2 separate regions of the Zea mays genome follow, and region 1 is linked to region 2. The links are chromatin contacts, called in public Hi-C maps. All regions are on one chromosome and are shown on one strand. The core of a region is the stretch at or near the end of the contact, and the rest is flanking DNA. Distances in the headings are between cores, read along the strand shown. Region 1 holds the start of LOC100278261 (Protein OSB2 chloroplastic). Region 2 holds the start of LOC103636296 (calmodulin binding protein PICBP).

Evidence for each region. Hi-C and Micro-C count contacts between places; a contact is called where the count stands out from the background.
Region 1: a Hi-C map of tassel shows a contact between it and region 2, with 3 times the contacts expected there. The contact joins the promoter of LOC100278261 here to the promoter of LOC103636296 in region 2. A contact is called at or near these places in 3 of 25 Hi-C or Micro-C datasets (ear, leaf and tassel).

What each region holds. Positions count from the first base shown.
Region 1 is chr8:165,107,259-165,111,844 of Zm-B73-REFERENCE-NAM-5.0, reverse strand. It overlaps LOC100278261 (Protein OSB2 chloroplastic), which reads right to left and starts at 2,062. Exons shown (of 8, transcript NM_001361312.1): 1 at 1,138-2,062; 2 at 464-602. The coding sequence starts at 1,538.
Region 2 is chr8:164,800,051-164,804,589 of Zm-B73-REFERENCE-NAM-5.0, reverse strand. LOC103636296 (calmodulin binding protein PICBP) reads left to right here and starts at 2,270. Exons shown (of 3, transcript XM_008658652.3): 1 at 2,270-3,362; 2 at 3,465-3,953; 3 at 4,054-4,357. The coding sequence starts at 2,585. The coding sequence ends at 3,937. It also overlaps the pseudogene LOC103637457.

The DNA.
Region 1 (4,586 bases), core at 813-3,312, 310 kb before region 2:
GGTAGTAAACATCATAAATTATGTTAAAAATATATTATGAATTTTCATCAATATTTTGATGGGTTAGGACATAGAAAAACAAATTAACTCTAGAGATAAATTAATTAAAGAACATTATTGAACTTTTTGAAACAACTTATGGTGTCCACTGTCTTCTCAAAAAAATAACATAAAACTTAACTAGTACATGGAGAAAACAAAAAGACAAATCTTACTAAGGGGTAGAAAGGAACAATTCAATTGAAATAGTTGGGGGAGTAAATCGAACGAAAAGGCTAGTTTAGGGGGTTATACAGAGGTCAAAGTCAAGGGACATTTTGGACTTTTTTCCAAAACAAAATGGGTGCCAAATATTAAACGAAGCACAAACTATATTTGCACTGAACGCGTGAGACATTTGCCTACCCAATGAAATTAACAAAGAACAGAACAGCAGAAATAAATATGAGCAATAGCTACATGCCTGAATGTTTGCTTCGCCATCAGCAAGCTTGAATGGTGGACCATCACATGTTAATTTCCCAGACACATAAACAAGATCATTTTCTTTCAAGTGGGAAGCAGCTATTTGTGCCCAGTTATCTTTGAAAACTATGGGAACCCTGAATGTAAAAAAAATTGGGACATCAGAATATTCGTACGGGCGAGAAAAATGGGAAACAAATGGCAACAGCAGACATGTCAAAAAATAAAATTAGTAAAAGTGTTCCAGAAACAACAAAAGATACTTCTGGTGGTCCTTAGTATGTCTTAGACTACAAATGCTTGTGTTGGACATTAGCATACCATGTTGAAACAATGGTTATAAAATATGGATAAATAAAGGCAAAGGAACTTCTGGGTTTTCAGAATAACGATATATGGCAGCCAAGCAGGTCCAAAATTTGGTTCACAGTTATATGTACAGATAACAAGGCAACAACGGATTTAGTTAGTCATTTCGATGCAATAGAGAACAAAAAAAAAAACTGAAAGATTTGGGAGCAATCCCGATTCCAAAGTCACACTATAATTATCATAATATCCTAAAGTTTAAACCTTCATCCCAATTGCAATCACTACGGTATCGTACAAAGTCATTACTGGGTGTATGTAATAGAGAAAAGGGCAACAAGGGAAAGCAAACAACCCACTCACCAGAACTTGGGTGAGTTGATGCCACGGTCGTGCACGAGCACGGAGACCGCGGAGAATCTGCCGTCGGGCAGCCTCTGCATGTGCACGGGCGCGCAGATGGTGCCGACGAGGTGCACGGCGTTAGCGACACGCGGCTGGAACGGGACAGTGGGCGGCCGCGGCAGCTCGCCCGACAGCTTCTCTCTCTGAAACGCAGCCTTCGCCTCCGAGTCCGGCGGCGGCGGCGGTGCTACAGGGGAGGAGGCGGCAGCGTGGTCTCCGGAGTCCCCCGCTGGTGGCGGCTTGGCGCGGCGGGCGTAAGCGCGCCTGGGGGGCGTGGAGAGCGTCGCGGCGTAGGGAGAGGTGGCGGCGGGGAGGAGGAGACGGTGGGTGAGGAGGCGCGAGAGGAAGTGGTGATGCATGGTGGCTATCTGGCTGTAGAACCCTAAACCCTAGCGAGGGAGGCACGCAAGGAGAAATCCCAGGGAGGGAGGGGGAGCCAGCCAGCCCAAAATGCTAGGGAGTCATTTTTCGAGGAGATTTTTTTTTTCATATTTGGCATCACCTTCGTCGAGTTTCAATTGCCATATTGGCATTACAATCACACACGGTTTGAAGATTTGACATCACTTTTTCTAATCGTCGTTTGTGGATGTGTTCTTCCTATCGTGCCCCTGTCTCCTTTCTTCTCCACACATCTCCGTCATGCAAGCTTATTTCACCAAACATGGCCATCATCGTCGGTGTGATCGCCTACGGCTGCCAGCAGCTGGGTCGAATATGTCGTCGGCTTCTCGCTGTCCATGCTCACCAACTCCCTGGTGGTCGGTGTGCCCATGGCTACGACGAGTGGGCGCAACAGCTCTCCATCTTCCAGGCCATCGTCTTGCTGGTCGATGGGTTTCCGTCCCACTCGACGATGGGTAGCACGGGGAGGTCATTCATCAGCTTGGCGCGCTTGGCATCCTCGGTAATGATTGTTAGAACACAAAGTATGTATATTGTGACAGTTTTGTATATGTAAACGTGTACACCAAAGATAGAAGAGGCCAGGAGATATGGTAGTTAGTGTAGTAAAGGAAAGAGATAAGTTGTTACTATTTTATCTCCTTAATTATCTCCTGGCCATTCATCTAGGTGCTACACCTCCCCTATATGTAAGCTGCGGCTAGGGCTTTTCCAGCCATCAAACAAATCAACACGCAACACGCCTGTTATGGCGTTTCTCTCCTTCCAAGCGCCTCTGAATCTCTCATGTGGTATCAGAGCTTAGGGTTCTATGGCAACGAGTTCAAGCACCATCACCAATCCCTTCTTCGGTTTCCAAGTGACCGAGAAGCTATCAAAAACAACCATGTGTCATGGAGAGTACAGGTCCTCGTCGCGATCCACGGTGCTCGCTACGAGGGGCATATCAATGGCAAGGCTAAGGCCCCCGATGCTGAGATCGTTGAGAAGAAGACAAACGACACGATCGTCACTGAAAGGGAATTAGGCTTACACCTTTTTCCTAATTGTTTTTTGTGGTTGAAATGCCCAACACAAATAGTTGGACTAACTAGTTTGCTCTAGTCTATAAGTTCTACAGGTGCCAAAGGTTCACAATAAGCCAATAAAAAGACCAAGAAAGGGGTCAAACAAAGAGAGCAAAAGACATCCCAAAAGGCACCCTGGTCTGGCGCACCGGACTGTCTGGTGTGCCACCGGACAGTGTCCGGTGCACCAGGGCACCCGACGCTGAACTCGCTACCTTCGGGAAAATCAGAGGGTGCTCCGCTATAATTCATCGGACTGTCTGGTGTACCAGCGGAGCAACGGCTACTTCGCGCGCAACGGCCGACTGCAACCGCATTCAATGCGCTACAATGCGCGCCAGAGTCAGAGCACGCGCAGTTGGCGCACCGGACAGTCTACAGGACCTGTCTGGTGCACCACCGGACAGCCCAGAGGCCCCACAAGTCAGAGCTCCAACGGTCGAACCCCAACGGTCTGCTGACGTGGCTAGCGCACTGGACAGTGTCCGGTAGCGCACCGGATTGTCCGGTGCGCCATGCAACAGCAATCTACCAACGACCATATTTTGGTGGTTGGGGCTATAAATACCCCAACCACCCCACATTCAATGGCATCCAAGTTTCCCACCTTCAACACATTACAAGAGCTATAGCATTCAATTCTAGACACTCCAAAGAGATCAAATCCTCTCCCAAGTCCGGAATCACTCCAAATCAAATAGTGACTAGAGAGAGCGACATTTATGTTCATTTGAGCTCTTGCGCTTGGATCGCTTCTTTTCTTTCTCATTCTTCTTGTGATCAAACTCAATTGTAACCAAGGCAAGAGACACCAATTGTGTGGTGGTCCTTGCAGGAACTTTGTGTTCCGTTTGATTGAGAAGAGAAGCTCACTCGGTCTAAGTGACCGTTTGAGAGAGGGAAAGGGTTGAAAGAGACCCGGTCTTTGTGACCACCTCAACGGGGAGTAGGTTTGCAAGAACCGAACCTCGGTAAAACAAATCATCGTGTCTCGCTCTTTATTTGCTCACGATTTGTTTTTGCACCCTCTCTCTCGGACTTATTCTTATTCCTAACGCTAATCCGGCTTGTAATTGTGCTTAAGTTTATAAATTTCAGATTCGCCCTATTCACCCCCCTCTAGGCGACTTTCAATTGGTATCAGAGCCCAGTGCTTCATTAGAGCCTAACCGCTCGAAGTGATGTCGGGAGCATCCGCCAAGAGGGATCTCGGGACCGGCGACAAGTCCGCAAGCTTGGGAAGAACACACTCAAGGGAGTCCGCCCACAAGCACAAGGAGGAATCCTCTTCCTCCATCAAGTCCCATCGGATGGGTGACAAGAAGAAGAAAATGAGAAAGGTGGTCTACTACGAGACCGACTCTTCGTCACCCTCCACCTCTGGCTCGGAATCGGCCTCCACCACTTCAAAGCGCCATGAGCGCAAGAAGTATAGTAAGATGCCCCTTCGCTATCCTCGCATTTCTAGATGCACTCCATTACTCTCCGTTCCATTAGGCAAACCACCTATGTTTGAAGGTGAAGATTATTTTATGTGGAGTGATAAAATGAGGCATCACCTAACCTCACTCCACAAAAGCATATGGGATATTGTTGAGTATGGAGTGCAGGTACCAAAGAAGGGAGACAAGGATTACGACTCGGAGGAGGTCGAACAAATCCAACACTTCAACTCCCAAGCCACAACTATACTCCTCGCCTCTCTAAGTCCAGAGGAGTATAATAAGGTGCAAGGGTTGAAGAGCGCAAAGGAGATTTAGGACGTGCTAAAGACCGCGCACGAAGGAGACGAGGTGACCAAGATCACCAAGCGGGAGACGATCGAGGGGGAGCTCGGTCGCTTTCGGCTTCGCCAAGGGGAGGAGCCACAAGATATGTACAACCGGCTCAAGACCTTGGTGAACCAAGTGCGCAACCTCGGGAGCAAAAAATGGG
Region 2 (4,539 bases), core at 1,021-3,520:
AATATATTTGAAAAGGCCTAATTTTCCAACAATTCAAAACCGTGATAGGTCTTTTTCGGTTCATGGCTTTTCAAGCATGTTAAAATCAAACGCTTTTAGAGAACTCACTATAAACGGTGGCGCCAAAGATGTATAATTTGCACTGCTACTTTATTGCCAAACCAAGGGCATTTGGATCTCACTCTGCTAAAGACGATCGATTGTTCCGGGATGCTGATATTATAGTCAAGGGGGTAATAGCTGGGCATGCTAGGAGATCCTTCGTTGGTGTATATGTGACGATGTCCTTTGGCAAGAAAATGTGGGACGCGCTAGAACCTAAATATGAGTTTGGTAGTGAGTCGTATATCATGAATCAGTTTCATGGCTATAGAAGCTCATGAAATACATATACTTATGGAAGAATTCGAGAATTTTTGTTGTGTTGCTAAGAAAGCCTGTGGTTGGATACACCATTGAAAAGCTGCCATAAATTTGGACACTTCTTTGAAGCGTAATAGGCAGAAGTTTTGCACTGTCGATTTTATTGGCTCTTTTAGACGTTGAAGAGAAGACGAGAATAAAATATGTATGTGTCAAAAATTGATGTGGGAACTTCTAGTACCCGTCTTTGCACAGAAGTGTGCTTTGAGATCCTCCATGCTCGGTAGGCACTGCTTCACAGCTTTGTTTGAAGTGTACTCCTTGGCCCAGCGGCGCAGAGCAGGGAAGTCATCGTCCTCGTCGCCCACCAAGCTCATGCCGGTCATCTCTTCGAACACAGCTATCCAACGAGACAGTCCACTGAGTGCTATGTCCAGGTAGCCGACGGAGTCGCCACCAAAGAACCTCTTGCCGTCAAGCTGCGCCTCCAGGAGCGCCAGGTTCTTCTTCGTCTCCTGGAGGAACCCCTCCCGCAGCTCGCCCTCCGTCAAGAAAGACAGAACTAACGGCCTCCGGCCGGCACTGCGCGCGTTCATCAGTAATTCAGATAACGCATGCAAATGCATACTGAACAGGACTGCAGTAACGATGAAGCATATGTACCTTGGTATTGAGCCCAGAAACGAGCGGCAGCGCGGCCGGCGGGGTCGCTGGGGAGGAGGGGCGACGTACTTCACGATGACGAGGGACTCGCAGACGGCGCGGTCGCCGTGCAGCAGCACCGGCACCTTCTTGTGGATGGGGTTGTTCTCCAGCAGGTCTTCTTGGATGAACTCGTAGGGCACTCCCTTGATGCGCAGGGCGGCCTCAGCACGGTGCACGAACGGGCTGGCGAAATGGCAGATGAGCTTAACATCATAATTTTATCTGCTTTCTCCTTTCTGGAGTAGCTAGCTATGTTAGCTTGGCCATACAAATTAATGTCTCGACGACAAAGAGCTGTCAGCATGCATATATCTTTCTTGCTTCTTCTTCTCCAAGAGAATGACTTGTGTTATCAGTGATATTATTATGTATGCCTTTCTTCAGTCATCAGTTGCAGCTGGCTTAAGTTGCTTCGGGCCGAGCCTACCACCTATTGAGATGGCCCATAACATATTTGGGCCTTCTTGTTCATGGTTGGGCCATGAACTTCTATTGTTTCTACTTCCCTTTAATAATGTACTACTCCCGTCTGGTAAATAATGTAATTTTGTTTTAGACTTAGCCAAAGCATCTGAAATTTAACTAACAATATGTTTGACACTGCTCAGCTTCACAAAAAACTAGCTTAGCTTTATGAACTTTAAGACCAGTTCAGTAAATTTATATAAAACAATCATATTCAAAGTTGTTTGACTTGCTATATCAGAATTGTAATGTACAAAGCAACACTTGCTTTGCGTTCTCTGTTGCTCCGTCGGGATGAACACTACGCGCTCTACACTCGTCCCGTGTCCATATGGCCAAGCCTGAGGCAGCTGTACTGTATTACTACTATCCAACGCTTGCATTTGTTCGTTGTTCTTGTCGCCAACCTGCCATTTACCCTCTGGATTTCTTTTTTTGTTTCGTGCAGGACGGCAATGCTATGCATATGTATGATGCAATTGTTTGCTAGTCATCTCCTCTCCCAAGAGATAAGAGCCCGCTTAAATGTTCTTTTAACCATCCAATTATCAATCATTGGAGCGTGACGATTTTTTTTAAAAAAAATTTGTGGTTTTTCTATAAAACTAAATTGATTTCTGTAAAGTCTGTTGGATTTAACCGGAATTCCTGGCTGCGAAGTTCTTTTGGACCTTCGAATATGATAACGGATGAGGGACGCCACATGACCCGGTGCACAGGGTCCCTGCGCCACAGAAGATACGACGAACGCATTCAAAATCCAGCTCCCCTCCGAAGTCCGAACGCTTCTTGGACGATTCTTGAAAGCGTCCAGCCACGCCGCCCTCGCCGCCGCCGCCCCCTTCCGAATCCAAAGGAACCCGAATCTCGCAACGATCACCACCACCTGACCTTCCTTGTTCGCGTCGCCCCAACCCTTGCCCGTCCAGGAGTTCAGCGAAACCTTCCCTTTCTTTGGCCTTGCCTTGCCTGCCTCCCTTCCCTCGGTCGCCGCTCGGATAAGCAACCCGGAGTCCCGGACCGCTCCAAGAAACCAATAAGTCCCCGCGCCATGGTGCTGAGGAAGCCAGCGCGCAAGAAGCCCAAAGACCCCAGCGCCGTGCCGGCCGGGGGTCCGGGAAGCAGGGGTCGCTCTGGCGGCATGGCCCCGGCGCCGCCGGCCCCCAACTACATGAGGGCGACGACCTGCTCCGGCGCCAGGTCCAGCGCCGCCGCCGCGCCGCATCCTCAGCCAGGGAGAGAGAAGGCGGTGCTGACGGCTGCGGCGCTGCGCGCGTGCAGGGCCACGTGCTCCTCCGCCATGAAGGGGCCCGGGGCCGCCGGGTCGGCGGACGCCTGCCCCTACGCGTACTGCTCCTTCAAGGGCCACGCCCACGCGGCAGCACCCGTGCCGCCCCTGGGCGCCTTCGTGGCGGCGCGGAGGCGGCTCATCAAGACGCAGCAGCGCATGAAGCTCAAGGGCGCCTCGCCGTTCCGCAACGCCGCCGCCGGTCACGGAAGCGGCTACTTCGTCGAGATACGCGCCGGCTCGGACGTGACCAGCAGCGATCTCTCGTCCGACGAAGTGGGGCGGACGGAGCACGTCGTGTTCGGTCCCCTGGGCTGCTGCGGTGGCGACGCGGAGGGTTCGGGCGCTGCTTCCGTGGACGGGTCCTGCGCGTCCAGCGACGTGATCTCGGCTGGCTCGTTTGAGCCGTCGGGGACGACCAAGCATCGCGGCCTTGAGGAGAAGAAGACCTTGGTGGACCATGGAGGGGAGGACATGGGTGACTGCAGGTCTGACATCTCCGAGGAGCTGGACGTTAAACACGGAGGAAACAATCCTCAAGGTGAGGTTTCCAGCAATGTTTCCGCGAACCGTATCGCTCGTGCGCACGTTGGAATCGAGCAGCAGTCCTTGATGCATGACGAACCATATGGCGATTTTGCAGGTGGCGTGGGTGGTGGTGCTCCAAAGGAATCGTCGGTCGATAGCGTTTCCAGCTCGCTCAGTGGGATAAGCTTTGAAGATGTTAGCTCTGCCTGTGCCTATGCAGCAGCATCCTCTCAGCAGCAGAACGGGTCGAGCATTGCCAGGAGGAGGAGAACATCTGAACAGGGTGTCAAGCGAATGCGTCCTTTCAAACCCAGGCTTCCGAATTTCCTTCCGTCAGAGAAGGTCGATCTCAAGCATCAGTCGGTGGGCGATCCCAGAGCCGCTGAGGAGTGGATGCTCGACTACGCTCTTCGGAAGGAAGTGAAGAAGCTGGCCCGTGCTCAGAAGAGGAAAGTTGAGATGCTTGTCCAGGCCTTCGAATCTGTTATGCCCACGCTTGCAAACGAGAAGAAGCCCGAGCAACACGACAATGGTGACAATGACAAGAGAACATTCACTCTTGCATGGCCTTCCCAAGTATGTAGCTGATAGATAGCCTTTTAAGGTATGGAACAGCGATGAGGAATCCCGCTGTTAATAGACTCTATTCCCTTTGGTGAAAACTAATTATTGAACTTTGACACTGTTTTTTATCTATCTTGCAGCTTGTGGTTTAGCTGGAACCAACCATGGTCTGAAGTCTGAACTTCTGAAGGTTCTAACTCAGCAGTCACTGCCAGAAAAAATTCTTACCGCTATTGTTTTCTTATCTGATAGTTGAGCTACTAGGATAGGAGCTCGCTGAGTTCGGTTAGTGGAGGGCCTAGTGCATGTACATATGTCTCGTGTGCTCAGTTTAGTGATGAGGAACGAGTGTAGGAGACTAGCACACCGGCAAGAATGTTGAGATGTGTTCCTTTAGGCAGATATCAATAAAGCTCTCATTAACAGCATTTATTTCCCGGTTCAGATGACACCTTCAGTTTCATTTATTTGTCCTGATTGATTTTCTTATCGGCATCTTGTATAGCTCACCTTGTAATGCCTCATTTCCAACATTTCATTGATATTTAGTGTTGAACAGCTACGATCCAATATTCCAATCTGACCCAACTACTGTTGCTTTTCTGAATGTCTGAGTACTTCTGGTA